Regions from separate parts of the Hordeum vulgare genome. Here region 2 is linked to region 1. The links are chromatin contacts, called in public Hi-C maps. All regions are on one chromosome and are shown on one strand. The core of a region is the stretch at or near the end of the contact, and the rest is flanking DNA. Distances in the headings are between cores, read along the strand shown. Region 1 holds the start of LOC123403840. Region 2 holds the start of LOC123401902 (pentatricopeptide repeat-containing protein At2g02750-like).

The links. A called contact is a pair of places that touch in the nucleus more often than the background predicts.
Region 2: a Hi-C map of seedling shows a contact between it and region 1, with 4 times the contacts expected there. The contact joins the promoter of LOC123401902 here to the promoter of LOC123403840 in region 1. A contact is called at or near these places in 3 of 6 Hi-C or Micro-C datasets (leaf and seedling) and 1 of 1 datasets of contacts at active chromatin or transcription factors (embryo).

Annotation. Positions count from the first base shown.
Region 1 is chr6H:192,417,359-192,422,602 of MorexV3_pseudomolecules_assembly, reverse strand. LOC123403840 reads left to right here and starts at 2,484. Exons shown (of 13, transcript XM_045097761.1): 1 at 2,484-3,630; 2 at 3,726-3,906. The coding sequence starts at 2,701.
Region 2 is chr6H:192,920,618-192,925,861 of MorexV3_pseudomolecules_assembly, reverse strand. It overlaps LOC123401902 (pentatricopeptide repeat-containing protein At2g02750-like), which reads right to left and starts at 2,234. Exons shown (of 1, transcript XM_045095762.1): 1 at 129-2,234. The coding sequence starts at 2,155. The coding sequence ends at 272.

The DNA of each region.
Region 1 (5,244 bases), core at 1,235-3,734:
CTTGTGGTTGTTTTTGTCAACAGAGGAGAAGTGCACACTGGTGCTGCAATCATCAATGAAGTTCAAGTGCTGCCACCGGTGGATCAAATTTCACCGTTGGTTCAGAGACATTCGAGCCACTCCGGCTGGTCTGGAGTACAAGACGAAGTTAAGTTTCGAAGGGCTTCCAGATCAAGCTTGGTTGATGAAGTCAATTAAAGGTGTTTTGAAGGATTTGGGTGATGACCTGATAGAGATGATACCGCCAAATAACCGACGGGAGCTCGAGGTAATGGCGTGGCTCCGTGACCCATCCAAAGTGGCCAAGGTGCTGGACGTGGAGATACCGGAGCCTAAGCTTGCGCTGTGTACGGATCCTCCTCCGGAATCACTTGAGGAGTTGGTCGCGCGTGAAGAAGCTTCGTCGTACGGGTCGTCCTCGTCGAAGAAGAAGAAGAAGACGCTAGTCTATCCTGTCATCTGTCACTTGAAAGAGGTTATTGATCGTGGTCCTCTGCTAACTGAAGACCTGCCAGATGAATGGCTGCCAAACGAAGGGGAGGACCTGACGCGCTTACACAAATTGCGTCATCATACGAGTCGTCCTCGTCGAAGAAGAAGAAGACGCTAGTCTATCCTGTCATCTATCACTTGAAAGAGGTTATTGATCGTGGTCCTCTGCTAGCCAAAGACCTGCCGGATGAATGGTTGCCAAACGAAGGGGAGGACCTGACACGCTTACAAAAATTCAGCACTCTCCTTGCCAAAGTCGACGACAACGACGGTTGATCTATATGTACTAATTATGTTGTAGTTTCTGTAGTGTTCTAGGCTATCTACGTTGTTTAGTTTATCATCAATGTAGTCCCTCTTTTGTGAACCTGGAACGTAATTCACTAATTATCTACTAGTATGTTGCAATGTGATGATTGTTATGAAAACAAAAATGTGTGCTTGCATATATATTGTATCTGTAGCACATAAGAGACAAACTTAGTGCATCAAACATGTTCACAAAAGAGACAACCTTAGTTCACAATTGGACAAATATATATTCAATATTCTTATCCATTTTTTTATCTTTGGACAAATAGTCCCATGCCACTTCAAAGTCTCTTGTTGTTTTCCATAGTTCCTTCTCATATTCTGGCCCTTGATCCTCTCGCACATGCTTATGATTGGCATCTCCCTTGCCTCTAGAATGTACCTATTGAATACTTCACAATTTTTATTCAGTAAGACATCACACTTCGGGAAATCATTTTGGTAAGCCCTAACTCATGTTTTTTGATCCAACTCATCCAGCCAATCATGTGCCTCTTTGTTGAGCACTAACATATGGTTCATATTTTCCCAAAACCTGCCCTCTGTAGTGCTTCTAGCACATTTCCAAAGCTGGTTCTTTAAGGCCTCTCCTTTGAAGTTCTTGTTGAAATTCTGCCATAAATGCCTCACAAAATCTGTGTGGTGAGAGAGGGAACAATTCCTTTACTGCCTTAATTAAACCCTGCAAAAACATTGCCATTTCAAACATTAGAAATTCCTAAGCACTGACATAACATACTTTATTGTACATGAAAAATAAAATATGAAAGTAAATTACTTTTTGCTTGTTAGACATGATGGTCCAAAGTTGTGTGTTATTTATGTCAAGATCTTGCTTTAGTGCAGTCAAAAACCACCTCCAGGATTTTGTGTCTTCACTTGGCACTACTACATGAGCCACAGGAAATATGCAATCATTTGGGTTCATTCCAACTCCACTTAATAGAACATCACCATATTGTGTCTTCAAGTGGTAACCATCTAGAAAAATAATAGGTCTACAAGCAGATAAAACCCGCCTCTTGCATGCATCAAATGAGAAGTAACATTTCTGAAACTGCCCCTTATCTGGAAGCTCAACAAAGAAAGTATTTCCAGGATTTGATCTCCTCAGTTCAATTGCATAGTCCCACAACAAGTTGTATTGTGCAATCTCATCTTCATATATAATATCATATGCAATCTTCCTAGCTCTTCCAATCTCATCTCCATATATAATATCATGATGTGCTATCAACGAATCATACCGTAGGTTGGAGCCGCCTCGCCGGCGGTCCATCGTTGACCAACTCCACCCCATGGGTTGCGGCGCCGTCGCTGTCGCTTCCGCCACCACATGAACTACCATCGGAATGTCGTTGGGTCGTCGACCATTCGCCGCCGTGCCTGCTCGAAGTACTCTGTGTTCTTCTCTGTTTTCAATCAGGGAAGAGAGGAAAAGGGATCGAGAACAGACAAGGAGCTGAGTGCAAAATTATCACAGCTCTGCGCTGACGGGTGGGGTCAAGTCTGACGGGTGGGCCACGCGGTGACGTGTCATACTGAGTATTCGCGAGACGTAGCTGGCGCGCAAAGCGGGGACTGGCTGTCCAAGATCCAGAACCGTATTGATAACGTATTTTCGTGTACGAGGATCGTATTGAAGCAATTCTCAACTTCCTCAAGTGGATTGGACCTGGCAGCCAGCTTTCGGGATGATACTTGCAATTATCTCCTCTACGACGGTCCTCGGCACAATCGGACCAGCTCATCTTCCTTCGAGCAGCTGCGCAGAGCCTCCTCGCCCCGTCCCCAAATCGGCGAAGCCATCTGCAGAACCCCAAAGAACTTCTCGAAGCAACCCCTTGATTATTCCCTCGAAACCCTAGATCCCCAAACCCACGCGGCCACTTCCTCATGGATCATCCATGGCGCTTCCCAGCCGGCGCCGGCAACGACCTCTGCCCCGTCTGCACCGCGCCCCACTTCCCCTTTTGCCCGCATCCGCCTCTCCCGCCCCACCCCTTTCCCTACGATCTCCACCCACCGCCCCCTCCTCCCCCGCCGCAGTACCACGCCCCCTTCTACCCGCCGCCGCCGATGTGGGCTCCTCCGGGGCCGCACCCGTACGATCTCCTCGACACGGAAGGCCCCCACAAGAGGATGCGCGTGGGGGAGGCGCCTCCGTTCACCGGCCCGCCCCTTCCCTACCCGCCAATGTTAGGCAGATCTTCCGTGGAGGGAGAGCGGCTGCTCGGGCTGGTCCGGGAGCATGGTCATGGCCGCGCTCAGCTGCCGCCTGCACAGTGGCATGGCGAACCGTATCCACCCGATGGTTTCGGCTATGGAGGAGATGGAGCTTATCCTCCCCATCAAAATTATAATAACCCCTATGCGCAGGGAGGCAATTTCACTGATTACGATCTGGTCAGAAGGATGCCACCTCCGCCGATGCCGTTTGATAGGTATAGTGCTTTAGATTCGGTAGGAGGATCTCAGGAGAAGTATTTCGACCGTGATCACCATCGCCATCATCAGTTTCGCCCTGAAGCATCGCCTGGTGCTCCACCACTTCCTCTAGTGCCTCAACATGCTGAGGCAGGAAAGCATTATGATTCCCGCGGTTGGCGTCATCATGCGAGTGTTGTCCCGCCACCGCCAGATCCTCCAGTGCCTTCTACCCCAGATTACCATGCAATGCCACCTCTGCCGGCAGCAAACTCGTCGTTGTTTCCTGTCCTCTGCAGTTCTCCGGCTACTACATCACTTCCACCAAGTGATAACACCTTGCATCAATCCCACCTGATGCTGAACGCAAATTATTACAATGGACCCAACCAAAATGAGGTTCTCTTCATGCACTTGGATGCTTTGCTTATAATATATCATTGCCACTCAGAAGTCAAAAGTATTAATCGTTATATATGTGCGTGTTTCTCCAGGGGGTAGATTTCGTACATCGACAACAATCGGATCAGCATTTGGGAGATAGAAGGCTAACACAAGACACACATCCTTTTAACAATGCGGAAGTCAATATTGTTAATGCATGCGACTTGTTCAAGCAGCCCCTTCGTGCTTCACGTCCTGATCATATTGTTATCATCATGCGAGGGCTTCCAGGTTATTTCATACCGTTGTTAACGTTTCATAGTCATTAAGTAGTCTAATTATTAAGTGCAACAAAGTTGGCAATCCTAGTCAGTAAAATGACATTAGGTCTGATATGCCATGGGAAGTGCTCAACCTTTTGATACTACCATAAGCAGTGACCTTATCATTGCAGTGTTCCTGTTGTCCTTTAAGAGTGCATATTGCCTTTCTTACATATACATGAAACACGGACACATTACTTGGGAGTTCCTGAATTTTTTGATCAAATTATAATCTATTTGATGGCATTTTCAATAGAAAACAAACATGAATATGCATGATGAACTTCCTACTCTCCGTTTATATATATATATGTTGCTTCTAGAGAGGTATAAACAAACTTGTTTAACTTTCTCTACCAATACTACTTATAGAAGTATCTTCACTGTTTATATGAAACAATATAGATGGCTTTGTCACAAAGTACATCGTGGCATGGTGATATATCTTATAAGATCCTGGGAAAATATTGAGACAAGGTACTACCTTGTTAGGAAGTATTAATATTAGTTTAGGAGTCCTTATTAGTATCAGTATTAGTCTAGGAGTCCTTATTAGTCTATGTTTACTTTCCTTGCACCTCAAGTCATATGTAATATATATATGCCCCTTGGGCCTTCAATATAGATAAGTTGCTTTCCTAACATGGTATTAGAGCTTAGGTTATTTTTTTGGGCACCGCAACTCGCCCTCCCGATCCAATCTTGTCTCGCTCGCAGCGGGCCTCCCTGGCCGATCTCCTCCACCCCGATCGCAGCTACCGGTCCCGCTCGAGCTCGTCCCGCTCCTGGCCGGGATCGAGGCTGCTGCTCCCCGATCCTCCTGATGCTACCTCTCCTGCAGGCCCGCAGGTCTTCTGCAACTCTCCCGTCCGCTGGCTCCCGATCCGGTTTCTGGCATCCTCTGCCGGATCCCGTCATCTTCGTTCCACCCTGCTGGATCTCGCCTCTCTTCGAATCTCGCCCCTCGCCAGATCAGCTGCCGCCGCGTCTACCTGCCTAGAGGAGAAGGCTACCCCGAGGTGGGTTCCGTCCTCTGCCGTTCCGTCGGACACCATCTCCTGCTGCTTGTCTGCGCTCTTGCCGTCCGCTGCTGTTGCCCAGGACGCCGACTCCGTCTCTTTTCCAGTCTGCTACCAAGGAGTGCTTTGCCCGTTCTACTTCTTTGCTCACGATCCCGTCCGCCTTGCCTGCACGAGCAGGTGCTTCTGCCAGATCGAAGGCTTGGTCCTGGTCTGCTTTTAGTTGATCGAGTTGCTTTCTAAAAAAAAAGGTAAAAAAAATGTCTACTGCATCTGGCTATGTTGCT
Region 2 (5,244 bases), core at 985-3,484, 500 kb before region 1:
AGAGAGCACATATGACCATATTTTTAATTGAAAGTTAGAATATGTACCTAAATTAACATTTTGTGGTCACATGATTCTGTTGAGAACTTCTGAAAATGTCTAAATGTACAAACTCACGAAGGGGTGCGTATGGACATGAGCTCAATATCATTTTAATGTAGGCAGCAATGAGCTTTTTGTTATGACAAGATGGCTGGCATGGGAAGAGATGTCCATACCTTCGAAATGGTATTCATTTCCTTCTTAAACTAAGCAGGCAAGAAACAGATTTTCATACAAGTTCAGTACACGCAGGAGCTTTGATGAGGTGCTTGTCTGATATCATTTTCCTCAGTGTCTCTACTTCACCCCATCGATATTGTTCAGCGTATATGTTGGATAGAATTACCCATGGAGTTGTGCTTGAAGGGTCCAAATCATAGAGTTTTGTTGCCGCTATTTTACCAAGTTCTGCATTAGAGTAGTTTTTACAGGCACCAAGAAAAGAATACCACATTGAAGCTGGTGGATCAGTATGTTTCAGTAATAGACCATAAGCTTCAGATAGCTTTCCAGCACGGCAAAAAAGGTCAACCATGACGCTCAAGTGTTCAAAAGTAGGGTTGATACTGTAGGCACTCTCCATCATTTGGTAGATATGCAATGCTTTCTGTACTAATCCAGCATGGCCACAAGCTGAAAGAGCACAGAGAAAGGTGGCTGAGTTGGGATTCACTTGCTGCTCAAGCATCTCGTTGAAGGTTTGTAATGCTAAACTGCTTTTTCCACACCTTCCATAACCAGAAATCATTGCATTCCACAAAGCTGGGTCGTTTGATTTCCTCCTATCTTTCTCAAATACTCTACCAGCATAGCTGTCACATCCACAACTCATAAACATGTCAATCACTGTTGTCTGGAAAACATCATCCTCAAAGTGTTGCATTGTTCGAATAACATGGCAATATATTTCCTTCCCATGCTTGATATCTGACATAGCCGAACAAGCACTCAACATACTTGTCATGGTTTCCAGACTTGCACCTGAGACTCCCTCCAACCGCATCTTACTGAATAATGAGAAAACCTCAGCAAACTTCTGGTGATGTGCAAGTCCATTAATCACCAGATTCCATGTAATACTATCAGGGCTGAAGCCTTTCAACCTCAGCTGCTGGAACAACCCTAAGGCGTTTGCAAGCTTCTCGTGTATCAGAAAACCTGAGATCATCGTATTCCAGGTCACCAAGTTCCGCTCATCCATGACAGAGAAAACCTGGTAAGCACACTCCAGAGAACCACATTTTGAGTACATGTCAATGAGTGCAGTCCTGATCTTGACACTGCAATCCATTGCATGCTTCAGGACATAGCAATGGACCTCTTTACCAAGTGACGGTGCCAAGACACTAGTGCACGCTGAGAGGACAACCAGCAAAGTAGTCTCGTTAGGTTTTTCGCTGGATCCAAATATCATTTCCCTGACAGTACCCAAAGCTATAAAATCTGCACCATTCCTCAACAATCCAGAAGCCATTGCATTATAACTCTCGACGCCCTTATCAACCATGAATTCAAGAATCCTCCTTGCAGCATCCGAATCACCACAATCCAAGTACATTGTGATAAGTGATGTGGCAACATAGCGATCCAAACAATCCCCGGTCTTCACTACAAGCCCGTGCAGCTGCTTCCCTTGCTCCACGGCCCGACACGCAGGTAGCACACTCGCCACTGTGACAGAGTCCGGTAGCATCCCCTCTTTCCCGAGGAGCCTAAATACACCCATCGCTTCACGAACCTTCCCGCACTGCGAGAACCCCGCGATGAGGGCATTGAAGCAGGGCACGTTTCTTTCCCGCATTTCATCGAACACCTTGCATGCCTCCCCGACACGGAGGAGCCTGGCATAGGCGCTCGTCAGGGCGGTGGCCGTGTAGGGACAGGAGGAGAAGCCCGACTTGGCGAGGTGACCGTGGACTTGGAGCACGGCGGGGGCATCCTGGAGCGCGGCGCAGGACTTAAGGATGCAGGGGAAGGTGAAGGCGTCCGGACGGAGGTAGGACGCGTGGGCTCGAGAGTAGGCGAGGAGCGCTTCCTGGTAGTGTCCGTTGGATACGAGTTTGCAGAGTCGCTTCCATTGCGCCGCGGTGGCCGTGGAGAGCTTGCCAACCATGGAGCCTGCATTGGTTCGCGGGGCAGGGAACGCTCACATAGTGGATTTGCAGAAATAGGACCGAGATCAGGTGACATCCCTCTGTGCAGTCCCGCTGTAGGAGCAATTCCATCCGCGCCCACAGGACCAACAGGCCCAGGCATACCTGGCCACACGGCGGCCCGGCACGGCAACGAGCACGGTCCGTGCTAAACGTGCTTGGTCCGACACGGCCGGTCGAAGCACGTTTAGTAATCGGGCTGTATCGTGCTAAACGTGCTTGGTCCGACACGGCCCGTCGAAGCACGTTTAGTAATCGGGCTGTATCGTGTTGGACCAAGCACGTTTAGCACGGGCCGTGCTCGTGCCAGCCCGTGGGCTGCGCCTTCAGGTTCAGACACGGTTCGGTTACTAAACAAACCGGTCTATTGATCCGTTTAACACGATGAACAGTATATGTTGAGCTTCGTGGGTTTATTTTAAGCCTATTGGGTTGTATATTGTATACATATATATTTAAAAAAATATAAAAATAAAAAATAAAAAAAAATGGACCGTGTCGTGCCGGCCCGCATGCCCAGCCTTCAGGCCCAGGCACGGCCCGAGGCGTGCCGCGTGCCGGGCCGGGCCCATCTCGTGCCAGGCCGGCGTGCATGCGGGCCGGTCCGATTGACCGGGCCCGTTTGGCCAGGTATGGGCCCAGGCATGTTTTTAGCGTCGGCGATGAAAAATTGCCCAGTCGTACCTCGAGAACGTTAATGTTCATCGGTTGGGTTCATTTTTAGGCTCGGCCATTCCAGGCCGAACCCAATGTGTTGGTGGCGCTTGGGGCCTCCATCTAGAGCAATAATGACGCGTGGCCCCCCTTCAAGCGGAAAAAACGGTTTTCCTCCTCCAGATCCACCCCTCGCGCACTACATCTTTCGCCGTCGTGTCGATCCCGGCGCCACCCACCTACCTACCGCCGCTACAAAGGTCATGTCCCCGATGACGAAGGGAGGGTTCGTCGCGGCTTTGCCCCTGCTTCTTGGCGAGTTTTCCCGGCGCTCCAGCCACGCACGCGGCTACGCGTCTCCCACGCCCACGAGGTGTTCGGCGATTTGCCTCGGTGATGGACTTCGATGACGAGGAGGCGTTCATGGCGCTAATGTAGGACGAAGCCGATGTCGACACCCAGGATCAAGAACACCTCATGGTCCTCGCCGCTCTGGCCGGCCTGTTGGCGAGCAATGCAAAGCCGAGGTGAGGTGGCTCAGCGCTAGGCCGGCTGAAGGCAAAGCAGAGGCATCAACTGAAAGGCTATTGCTTATTCTACACCGACTGCTCCGTTGACGCTCTTCTGCACGGTGACAAAGTATTTCGGCGTTGTCATCGTATGAGCCGGAAGCTCTTCCTTAGGATTGTGAATTTCATTAGGGAGTTCGACAGCTACTTCAAGTGCAAAAAGGATTGCACCGGCACACTTGGATTCACCTCACTTCAGAAGTGCACGACAGCTATGAGGATGCTTGCATACGGAGTTTCAGGTGATATTTTGGAAGACTATGGACGCATGGTCGAGTCCACCATCATTGAGTATTTGTACAAGTTCTGCAGGGCAGTGGTGGCAACGTTTGGACCTCGGTACTTGGGATCACCCATTGCTGAAGACACTGCTCAGATCCTAGCACAGAATGTAGCAAGAGGATTTCCTTGTATGCTTGGAAGTATCGATTTGCTGTTGTCCGGTACCCCGTTCAGACCTGGTCGAAAGATCAAATGTGGAAGTCATGACTTGATGTGTCATCTTACGCAAGATGATCATTAAGAGCGAGCAGAAGAGCCAGTGTTTGACACTGAACCATATTACATGCAGGGTCCTCTTCCCCAAGTTAATGACCAGATACCGGAACCCTGGACCACCTTCCTCAACATGCGTCAGGAGATTTGAGACCCACAGGTGCATCAACAACTTCAGGACAATTTGGTGGAGCACCTATGGAGGCTTAAGGGCAACGCCTAGCTCGATGTTTGATGAATTATCAGTTTTTATTTGTTGAACTATTTTGATTTGTATTGATTTATTGAACTATTTTTGATTTGTATTGATTTTTGTGATGAACTATGTGATAAAAAAAATAAAGGATCTATTCAATTTGTGCCGAAGCACGCAAAATATGGGCTAAAATTGGTCTCAATTTGCACTAAAAGTGGGCCGATTTACGCCGAAAATGGGCCGAAATCGACGGCTGGGGGCGACCTTGGGGCGACCGGGAAACCGAGCCCCCCCCCTTGATTTTTCCGTCGACGCACCCCTGGTCGGTGCTATTTCACGCTCGTGGTGGACCGAACGGCTGGAGATGCTCTAACATGCGGCCTCTCATCTGCCGTTCAACACAAGATCCAACGCTTTATATTGCCCAAGTGAAAACAAGCCACCGCTACAGGGACCCGCTACAGAATGGGCGTGTTCGTTTAATCCCTCTCCCAAGGGAATTGAAAAGGTTTGTAAGGAATTTGGAAGGAATTTGATTTAGGTGGTGTTTGTTTCAGAAGAAAATCCCCATAAATTGTTTGGAGGGTAAACCCAAAACGTTACGCGTGTTTGGTTTGTGTAGGCCGTAATGTGCTACCTCCGTAAATGCTTCCAGGCCAACTATCAATCGTTACGACCCACACCCCTTCGATAAAGGTTGCATTACCGCAAGCACCTCTTCTTCCACGTCGGGAGCTCCTACGTGCCGCTCATTGCGGAAAGGAGCCCCTGCGCCGCACAGGAGGGCACCCCGACTCGGCCGGTCCAGCTTAGTTTCTTCTTTTTCTGTTACTTTTTCCTTCTCTGTTTATTTTCTTTCTTTTGGTTTTTTTCCTTCCCTTTTATTTCTTTTAATTGAAGCGAAACATTTTTCGAATTTGATGAACAATTTAAAAAAAACGTGAACAAATTTGGAAACGCGAACAATTTTGTAAAGCACGAACATTTTTTGAATCTTGAGAACAAAATATTGAAAAGGAGAACAATTTTGAAAAAACCCGAAAAAATTTGAAAGCGCGAAGAAAATTTTGAAATCAAGAACAATTTTGAAAAGTTATGAACAAATTTGGAAGCGCCAATAATTTTTTTAAACACG